Regions from separate parts of the Mus musculus genome. Here region 1 is linked to region 2. Evidence: chromatin contacts called from public HiChIP or PLAC-seq data. All regions are on one chromosome and are shown on one strand. The core of a region is the stretch at or near the end of the contact, and the rest is flanking DNA. Distances in the headings are between cores, read along the strand shown.

Region 1 (4,287 bases), core at 1,319-3,818, 53 kb before region 2:
TCAGCAGTGAGTTCCTAAACTGGATCTAGCATTTACGATGCAGCCTGCTCCCCTGTACCTCCAGAGACAGCTTCACTCCCTGCCCGCATCCTGGGTGCTCACCTCCCATCCAGCTAAGAGCAGTTCACCTCCTAGTGGTTCTTTTGTATCTGTTACTGGGCTCCTTCTAAGTAAAGGGAGCTTGCTCTTCAGAGTGCTGAGGCCCAGCAAAAACATACGTTCCTGCTCAAGGAAGATGACATTCTAGAGCAGGCAAAGCAACTGTGCTGTGTGAAGGGCTGAAGAGAGTGGCGGGGATGAAGTCTGGGCCCCGCATGATCCACATGGCATCCTGTGTCCTACATCGTATTGATGGAGGCTCATGTAGCGCCCTCAAGAACCTGAGTGGTCTTTGTGGTGTCTTGTGTGGCATCTATGGAGTCCTTTGGGGGCCCTCTGGGCTCTTTGTGACCTGCCCAAGCAATCTTGCTTCCCTTTACTTTCCTATAGCTTTTGTTTGTGCAGAGTTTGTCCCAGGAACCCCCTTCCCATGCATCTTGTAAACATCAGCTCAGACCTCAGAGGAATTGTCACTTCCCTGAAGAGGCCTACCTTGGTTCCTCTAGCTAGTTAGACCTCCCGGTTTGTGCCCCAACACCCTAACCTTGGATCACACTACTGCACTGCTCTGGGCTGTGCTCTGGCCATGGCCCCTTCTCAAAGGAGCACCCGCCCTCAGTTACCCTTCTCGGGAAACTCACCTTCAGTGGACAGGATCCACCATGCTCAGAAACAGAACTCTTGGGGTAGCTATAGCCAGAGGCTGTCCCTGAAAGTTACAAACCCCAGTGCCCTCGGAGGCGGGACTGCTCCTGCTGGCCTCTGTACTCTAGAGCAGCCGTGAAGCTGGACTGCTGCTGGCTGCTGCCGCCCGCCACCACTCCTCACCTAGTGCCTTCCCTCTATACTATGTTGCTCTTTCTTTTCCTTGGACGGTACTCCATTAATCAGAATCCTCACTTCTAGGGGAATTGGACCAGGACCCTAACTCAGCATCTACCTCCTCAACCTCATGAGTGGAAATCGCTGGACAGCAAAGGCTGAGCCTGGCTGAGTTCCCGGGAGAGAGTGGCAGCTCACAAACACTTGTAGGAAGGATGGCTTCTCTCCTTGTATGGAAAGAGTGACAGGTAGACTAGCGGACAGAGCCACAGCCTGGGTTTCTGAATTCTCACCAGCCTAGAACGAGCCCTTCCTGCATTCTCTAAGAAGGAGAATAGGTCAAGAGAGAGCACAGGGGCTTCCTAAGTCCAAATTCCACCTAGCACAAAGCCCGCCCACTCCATGCCAACTCAGCCCTGGGATCCCACCTCGGGCAAGGCCCTTCCCTTCAATAGGTGGCTGATGGCCAGGCTTTGTCTAGGTTGGGACACAAGAGGGGCTGCAGAGCCCTCTCTATAGATGGGAAGCCTGCAGGCCTCATGCTCCATCCATTCGCATACACATAGAGGTATATATACTGTACCCACTTCTGGCCCTAGGGACTCAAGAAGACCAAGAGATGAATGCTCACCCTGACCAACTTAATAGCCCTAGGGCAGACAATGAACAAGCCCAGGCATTAGAGGGATTAACAGCCTCTGAAGCCATTGAGGATGCACCCCACTTCCTGGTCTCTACTTTAGGACCCTTGTCCCACTTCCCCAGTAGCTCTAGAAAGAGAAACATCAACTTTGACACCTTTTAGGGTTTAAATTTACCATACAAAAAGGTGGACATATTTGGATTTTATTGAGGCCCATTAAGGCAAAACTACTTCCTCCTGATCAAAATAATAGAATCTAAGCCCTACCTCTGGCCTAGTAGAGACCAGGCAATGTAAGCCTCTCCAAATATTATGTTCTACAGTCTTCTCCCTCGGGAGCCAATCCAGATGGGCTTGTCAACCACCTGGGCAGGAGTCCACCCAGCCCCACCCCAGGAAATCTGATTCACCTGAAGACACCTAAGGGCAGAGGCCGACTAATTACCCCCTTAATGAGATCATGTTCGGGTCCTTCCCAGAAGCCCCTCCCTTAGAGTAAACTCGGAGCTCTTCCGTCCTGAAGTGCTGTGGAACCCGCTCACCTTTTAGAGTTATTCAGAAAACTGTAACTTTTATTCTTCCTTCTTTTCTATCTCTTTCTTTCGGATACTGGGCCAAAACCCGGGTGTGCTTTTTCTGACACTCAGGGCTTTCTCTGGGAAGCCTTTCCCCAGCCTCTTTCCCAGCATGCATCCGTGCCACTGTTGCTGGCCGACCTCTGTCTGCTACTGAATATGCTACCCTCAAGCTAGCTCACAGGGCACGGCTTTTTATCTTGCCCTCCTCCAGCTTCCTTCTCCTGGAAACTTCTGGAATCTACAGCTTGCCCAACCTGCTGCTATTCTCTCAAATGCTAAAAAGTCATCCTCAAGATACCTTCTGAGTCACTTTCGAGACTAAGAAAACGCTAAAGAAGGGGCGTTCCAGTCCCCCCCTTACACAGTAACACAGATAAGGATGGCATGGCTAGAGAGGGAGACCCAGCTGTCTATCTTATCTGCTCAGGAACAGGAGGAGGACCTTCATTCATTGGCCAAGATGAGAGAAGGGGGCCAGCCAAGGCACTGACTGCCAACCCTGACAACCCGAACTGTCCTGATGGAAGAAGGAGAGAACTGACTCTCAAGTTGTCCTTTGACCTAGACACACACACACACACACACACACACACACACACACACACACAATTAATTATGTAATTTTAAAATGCTTTAAAAGGAAGTCAGAAAAAGAAGCTATTCATGCAAAGGTCTAAAAATCTAAAGAGAGGTAGGAAGCCTGGGGCAGGTGGGCAGGAAAAGGAGGAGGGGAAACTGAACAGGGGAAGGAAGCAGGGCTCACACAGGACCAGGTAGCAAGGATCAATTGAGACTTTACACTCGGCGGGGCAGGAAGTTGGGAGGAGACCGTATTGGGACTGGATGGACGGTGTATTACTGTGGAATAGGGTGTGTCCTTGGAATTCCCATCACTGCTCAGAAATAAGTGGAAGACTCTAATGTGCCTTCCCATGCTAAGGAAACACCCAGGCACAGTTTTCTCAAGTCCCAGGGTCTCCGCCACAGTAAACAGGGTGATTCCAGGGCAGAGAGCTCACCAGGCTGTACCTCAGCTGACAAGGACTTTGGCTACTGCCCTTGCCAGCAGTAGGCAGAGTGTGGAGTGTCTTGGGTTGATTGCCCTAACATGGAGATGGCTTGGGCCTGAGGCTTAGCTAGATCCCATCTCAAATAACTGCTTTCCAATGATCTTGTTCAAGTTCTAATCCTCTTGAAACACTTTCCTCTAACACAGAGAACTGATGCCTTCTGATTGGTCTGCCAGGGCATGGCTAATATCAACAGACTTCCAGGCAATACACTTCAATTTAGTGGGCACTCTGTCCCCAGTCATGACCAAGTGCCAGCTACTTCTGTTCATCCCGTCTGAATACAAATCCCAAGGTGACCTATTTTACTCCTGAGAGGGCAGGAAAGTGACTTGTCCCTTGACCACTCAGGTACAGCTGTTGTACTTGCCCTCAAGTCTACAGAGCACAGGGTCCAGAGCCCCAGGCTAAACCAAAGTACTTAATGCTAAGTGATGGTTCTTTCACGATCTTTGTAAGCTGGCCATTAGCAGTCTCACTGATGGTGAGCCTGCAGGTGGATGAGTCCCCTGGCAGTCAAGTGGCCTGAATCTGACCTAAGGCCCTTTAGGACATCAGCACAGCCAGGAGAAAGAATGCTAAGAAACTGCAAGCTCAAGGGGACCCAAAATGTGAGCAGTGTGTAGCAGCCAGGACCAACCCACAGGCAGGGCCTAGACCTGCTGGTCAGTACTGTAGGGGAGGCTTGTGTACAAAGAGTAAGGTCACAACATTCTGGCCCCAACTGGCTTAGATTCTGGTGGAAGGGTCCCAGCAGAACTCCAGGGCTCAGGGCCTTACCAGACAGAGTGAGCAGCTCCAGAGCCCGGTCCACCCCACTCCAGACCCTGCTGTAGGGAAGTACAGCTGAAATTCCCCTAGACCACTATCCCAGGGGCTAGAGAGCACATCTCTCCTCTGCACATCTGGAATCCTGTACATCTGCAGAAGGCAGGGCCTCAGAGTCCTGTGCTGAGGCAGAGGATTCGAGATCTATCCACTCTCTGAAGCAGTTTGGACAAAGGAAGAGGTTCCCTCTGCACAGGCTTTGGCCATGGAGATCCCAGAGTCTGAACCTTAGGAACAATGGAAGCAA
Region 2 (4,254 bases), core at 11-2,510:
AAGGAAGAAACTAGAAAGGACCAAAGACAGTATCACACTCTGGGAATGGCCAGAGGGGCAGCCCCAATCCCACCAGGTCTATCAGTAGGGCGGCAGAACCTCCTAGAACTGGAGGCCTTCACCAAAGGACAATTTCTTGTGAGCTCTAAGGTAGTCATAGGACATGTGCACAAATTAAGGCAGGTACGGGTGTCCGGGTGTTGGGTGTCTAGGGCCTCAGCTCTCCCGCTCTCCCCCAAAGCTCTTCATAGGCTCGCCACCCCAGCTGCCTCTTCCAAAGGGTGCAGTTCCCCCACAGGACACCAGAATAGACTTGTGCGTCTAGGAGAGACTCTGCACTGAGCCCCTTTTGGGGTTTCTCAAGACCAAATTTAAGAAGCAAAAGGTGCCCTGGACTTGCAGGCTAGATGGATGGTTAAGAACCACCTCCAGACTATTTTGACTCCATTACAGCACAGGCGACGGGAAAGAAATGTCTCCAAAGATCCCAGGTCTTAGCCGGGAGCATTCTCAGGTCGCTAGCCAAACCTGTGCACTCACTCTGTACCCCATCTTGATCACAGGTCTCTCGGGTAAGGTCACGCCTAGGACCTATGCCGCGCGCAAAAGTGGCTCCGCCCGCTGCTTTACGAGCCCCCTCAATCCAGCCGGCCGAGGGGAATCAAGAGCTCCTCAAAGTTTCCGAGAGCCGCCCCTCCCGCCCCCGCAACACATATATACACCCCTGGAAAGACGTTAGCCCGGAGCAAAGTTCCCTGGTGGCTGTAGCCCGAAACATGGCAGGGGAAGAAAAGCTCTCTGTCAGCATTTCATCTGGTGGTTCACCACGGGAAAGGAGAAAAAGGAACGGAGGGAGCTCTTCTGCCTCACCTTCCCTGTTGCTGCACCACCCCTCGTTCACCCGGGGCGGGAAGCTGTCTGCGGGGAACTGGGGCCGAGCGGGTGGGCCGTGCGCCCGCGGCCGCGCTCTTACCTCGGTCAGTGGCCGGGGCGCGGCGCGTCCCGCGTCCTCCAAGCTCCGCGCGGCCGTTCCCGGTCCCGGCCGCCGCTGCGCTGGCTGCATTGCCACCGTTGCCGCCGCCGCCTCAGCGCAGCCCCTGGGAGCGCTCCACGCCGAGGGGCGCGTCGCTCCCGGGCGCTGGGTGCCACCAGCCAGCCATAGGTCGGGGGCGCACGCCCAGACGGCGCCCCCAGCCACTCGGCGCTCGCTCCGGGCTCGCCGCTGGCTTCTGTCGCTCAGTCCCGCGACAAGAAGCGCCGACCCACCCCCTCCCCCGCCGCAGTTATCTGATCCCGGGCAGGGCCGGGCGCGCTCCCCTGAGCCGGGTGTGGGTGTCCTGCACCTCCCAACGGGCTTCGATCGTACAGGGCACCCTCCCCCGGCGACCGTTCTCAGGGAGGCGGTGGCAGCGCAGTCGCGGCGTGGCCGGGGGAAGACGGGGAACGAGGAATGGAGGGCGAGGAGGCGGCGGGAGGCAGAAGCTCTGCGCGCACCCAGCTCCGCGCCCCGCTGCCACAGTAGCCCTTCTCGGTAACTCCTCCAACTCTCCGCCAAAAGCACGCCCGCCCTGCGCCGCGGCGCCGCTGATCCCGCCCACCACCGCCCTGGCCTGGCCCGGTGGCCCCTCTTGGCCCCAGCTGCCCCCCACACGCACCAGCCACTTGCGCACTGGAGCGCGCGCGCGCGAACACATACGCGCGCACGCGCGTGGCACACACACACCCATACACACACATCTTCCTGGGGACACGCGCACACACAGGTGCATGGCGAGCATATAATAAATACTCAGACTACAGGCAGGCAAGGGAATCTGGACGGGCTGCACACAGCAGGATAGCAAGCTCAGGCGACACCTGCACGAGATGCATGTGATGAGGAGCGCGGTGGCTAAGGTGCACAGGTGCAGTCATAGTCACATATGCACATACGGGGTGGGATCAGTCAACACATCCACACAGGCTCGCTTCTGAGCTCACGCGTTCTTTCCCCTTACACACCAAAGCACAGGGTTACAGGCACACCCCATCCTCTTTAAACACCATATCGCTTCTTCCCATCATGTGTTGTATTTAGCTTTCATCTCTTGCTTTTTCTGTGCTCCTCCTTCTGGCCTTTCTGCTGATTTGATTCCATGTGACTCCCCTCCCCTTGCCCACTCTTGTCTGGAAGGCACCCCTGGTACTCTCCTCTCCCAGTCTCCTGGAGCCTATTGTCTGGGCCTCGCCTCCTGCAGAGCCTGGACCTTTCAGCCTAGCAGACAGATCAGCCTAGCTGGCCTCAGGGAAATCCCATTTTATCATAGAGCTGACCCCCAGCTCAACCCTAACACTGAAGAACCAGGTCAAGAAGGCTGGTCTGCAGGCAGAACACAAGCTTCACAAAACTCCCCAGCCCCCTGGTCTCCAGCCTCTCTGTAATGTGAAATATAATTATGCATTTGAATAGCAGAGACACTCGATGCAGGATCCTAGCCAAGAAGCGCAGCTTTCTGGCCACCCAGATGCCCAGGCTCTGGAAGCTTCTTCAGCGCTCTGCAAAACCCACCATCCCACCTCCAGGAGCCGACTCCTCATCCAGACCCCAGAGTCCCCAGAAAACTCTCCCACTTTGGGTTATGCTTACCCTAACTCAACTGAGCAACCCTGAGCGCCAGGTACAACAGCACTGGGTCTCTGGATTCCCTGTGATCACATGGACATCATGAGGTTCCCTGAGTTATGGCACTGGGGTGAGGGTTAAAAGAGATGAGCGCATGTACAGTTCTTAGCTGAGGAAGGGGCTGAGTCAAACGGCTGGTGGGTCTTGGGTGTTCAAGCAATCTGTGCTGGCCTCTGTGCCAAGGACTTAGCTAGAGTTACTCTGCTGCCATTACGATCCTCTGGGAGGCCATATGATCTATGGACCCACTTTACAGATAAAGACATTGAGGCTCATCAAGGAATAGTTGCTTATCTAGTTTCACAGTGGTAGGGAGAGGTGTCTCAGAACCAAGTGTGTCCTTCAGATGGCCATGCCTTCCTGTCTAGTCACTGTTAGGGGCTGCAATAGAGAGAAAACGGGTAACCCCAGGGACTCTATTCCCAGGTCCCCAGGCCCCCAGGCCTGCCTTGGACAGGCACATGATGTCCTGATGTCTACCTTCTCCTGAATGAACAAGGAGAAAAATGGCTCAGATGTCCCTGGTCCACTCTACCCAGCCCTGGTGTCCAGAACACAGAAGCCAAAGGCAGGAGTAAGGAAAAAATCCCCCCCCCACAGTCTCTACCCTCTCTGGGAGAGCAAATTCAGGTTGCATTCGGGGGCCTCCACCAGACATCCTAAAGAGCTCACAGCATGCTGGTAGACAAGAAAACGGACAAAACATTACAGGGCTCCACTAGGTCTAGGATCTTAGGCTGATCCTATAATGAGTTCAAGGGTGGAGCATACATCCGCATATACAGCCACACTCGGCTGCTTTTCTGAGCAAGGATCTCAGAGGCCTGCGTAAAGCCAGGGTAGGGTTTTTCCCCCTACCCTTTCATCAGCCACATTTCACAGATAGAACCAGCATCTTGTCCAAGGTCACCTAACAAAAAAGACCCACCAGAGAAACCACCCCAACTCCCATAAGCACTCAAGAGCTCTGCACTCTAGACTTCCCATCCCACCCTCCAGCTTACAAGCAGGGACCAGCTTCATTTCTTAACCAAAATCTCATCTCTTTTTGGGACATCGTGAGTCTTCTACCAGGCTCATGGTCATAACCTTCCTATGGAGAGCAAACCCATGCTCAAGATACAGTGACAGAGGTCAGAGGACAGCCATACAGGAGACTCTCTCTAAGCAGGGCTCCAGGTGTGGACAGGGTGGGTCATACCATCCCTATCTCAGGAAAAGACATCCTGCCTCCCTCCAGAGCTGAGGGAGGGAATTTTCTAGAATGTGCCCAGCCTCAACACAACTGCTCCCAGCATAGGACCCAAGGACACACTTCTCACTGAAGTCCCACATCCTTCTCTGCAAAGCATGGGTGGCCACAAGGACAGAAAAGCAATTCCTGCCTTGCACGGCACAGAGATAAGTTGTCCTGTGCATGCATGCATACATCCCCAGGGGCCTGTGTGGCTGTCCCTCAATCTGAGAGAATCCTCCTGGACAAGGCTATAACTGGGACCCTGTCCATCCTCTCAGCCGAACGCCTGTGCCTGTGTGCCCTTAGAGTCTCAGGCTGGGGCAGCCAGAGGAAGCCATCAGCTTATTTGGAAACC

The links. HiChIP or PLAC-seq counts read pairs in DNA pulled down with a chosen protein or histone mark.
Region 1: a contact with region 2 is called in an H3K27ac HiChIP or PLAC-seq map of heart atrium, with 11 read pairs. The contact joins the enhancer-like site here to the promoter of Kcnj12 in region 2. A contact is called at or near these places in 5 of 39 promoter capture datasets (the 3T3-L1 cell line, cranial neural crest, embryonic stem cells and 1 more), 7 of 484 Hi-C or Micro-C datasets (bone marrow-derived macrophages, cerebellar granule neurons, cortical neurons and 4 more), 7 of 115 datasets of contacts at active chromatin or transcription factors (SST interneurons, VIP interneurons, cardiomyocytes and 2 more) and 3 of 9 other capture datasets (adipose tissue, macrophages and pancreatic islet).

What each region holds. Positions count from the first base shown.
Region 1 is chr11:61,073,807-61,078,093 of GRCm38.p6, reverse strand. No RefSeq gene overlaps it. Among named protein-coding and RNA genes, the nearest start is that of Tnfrsf13b, 51 kb to the left of the region's middle. Within about 2 kb of position 2,568, at least 27 of the 459 cell types and tissues checked have an H3K27ac peak or open chromatin away from gene starts, as enhancers often do. A contact at or near this core is called in heart atrium, where this site is marked.
Region 2 is chr11:61,019,570-61,023,823 of GRCm38.p6, reverse strand. Kcnj12 (potassium inwardly-rectifying channel, subfamily J, member 12) reads right to left here and starts at 1,260. Exons shown (of 2, transcript NM_001267593.1): 1 at 974-1,260.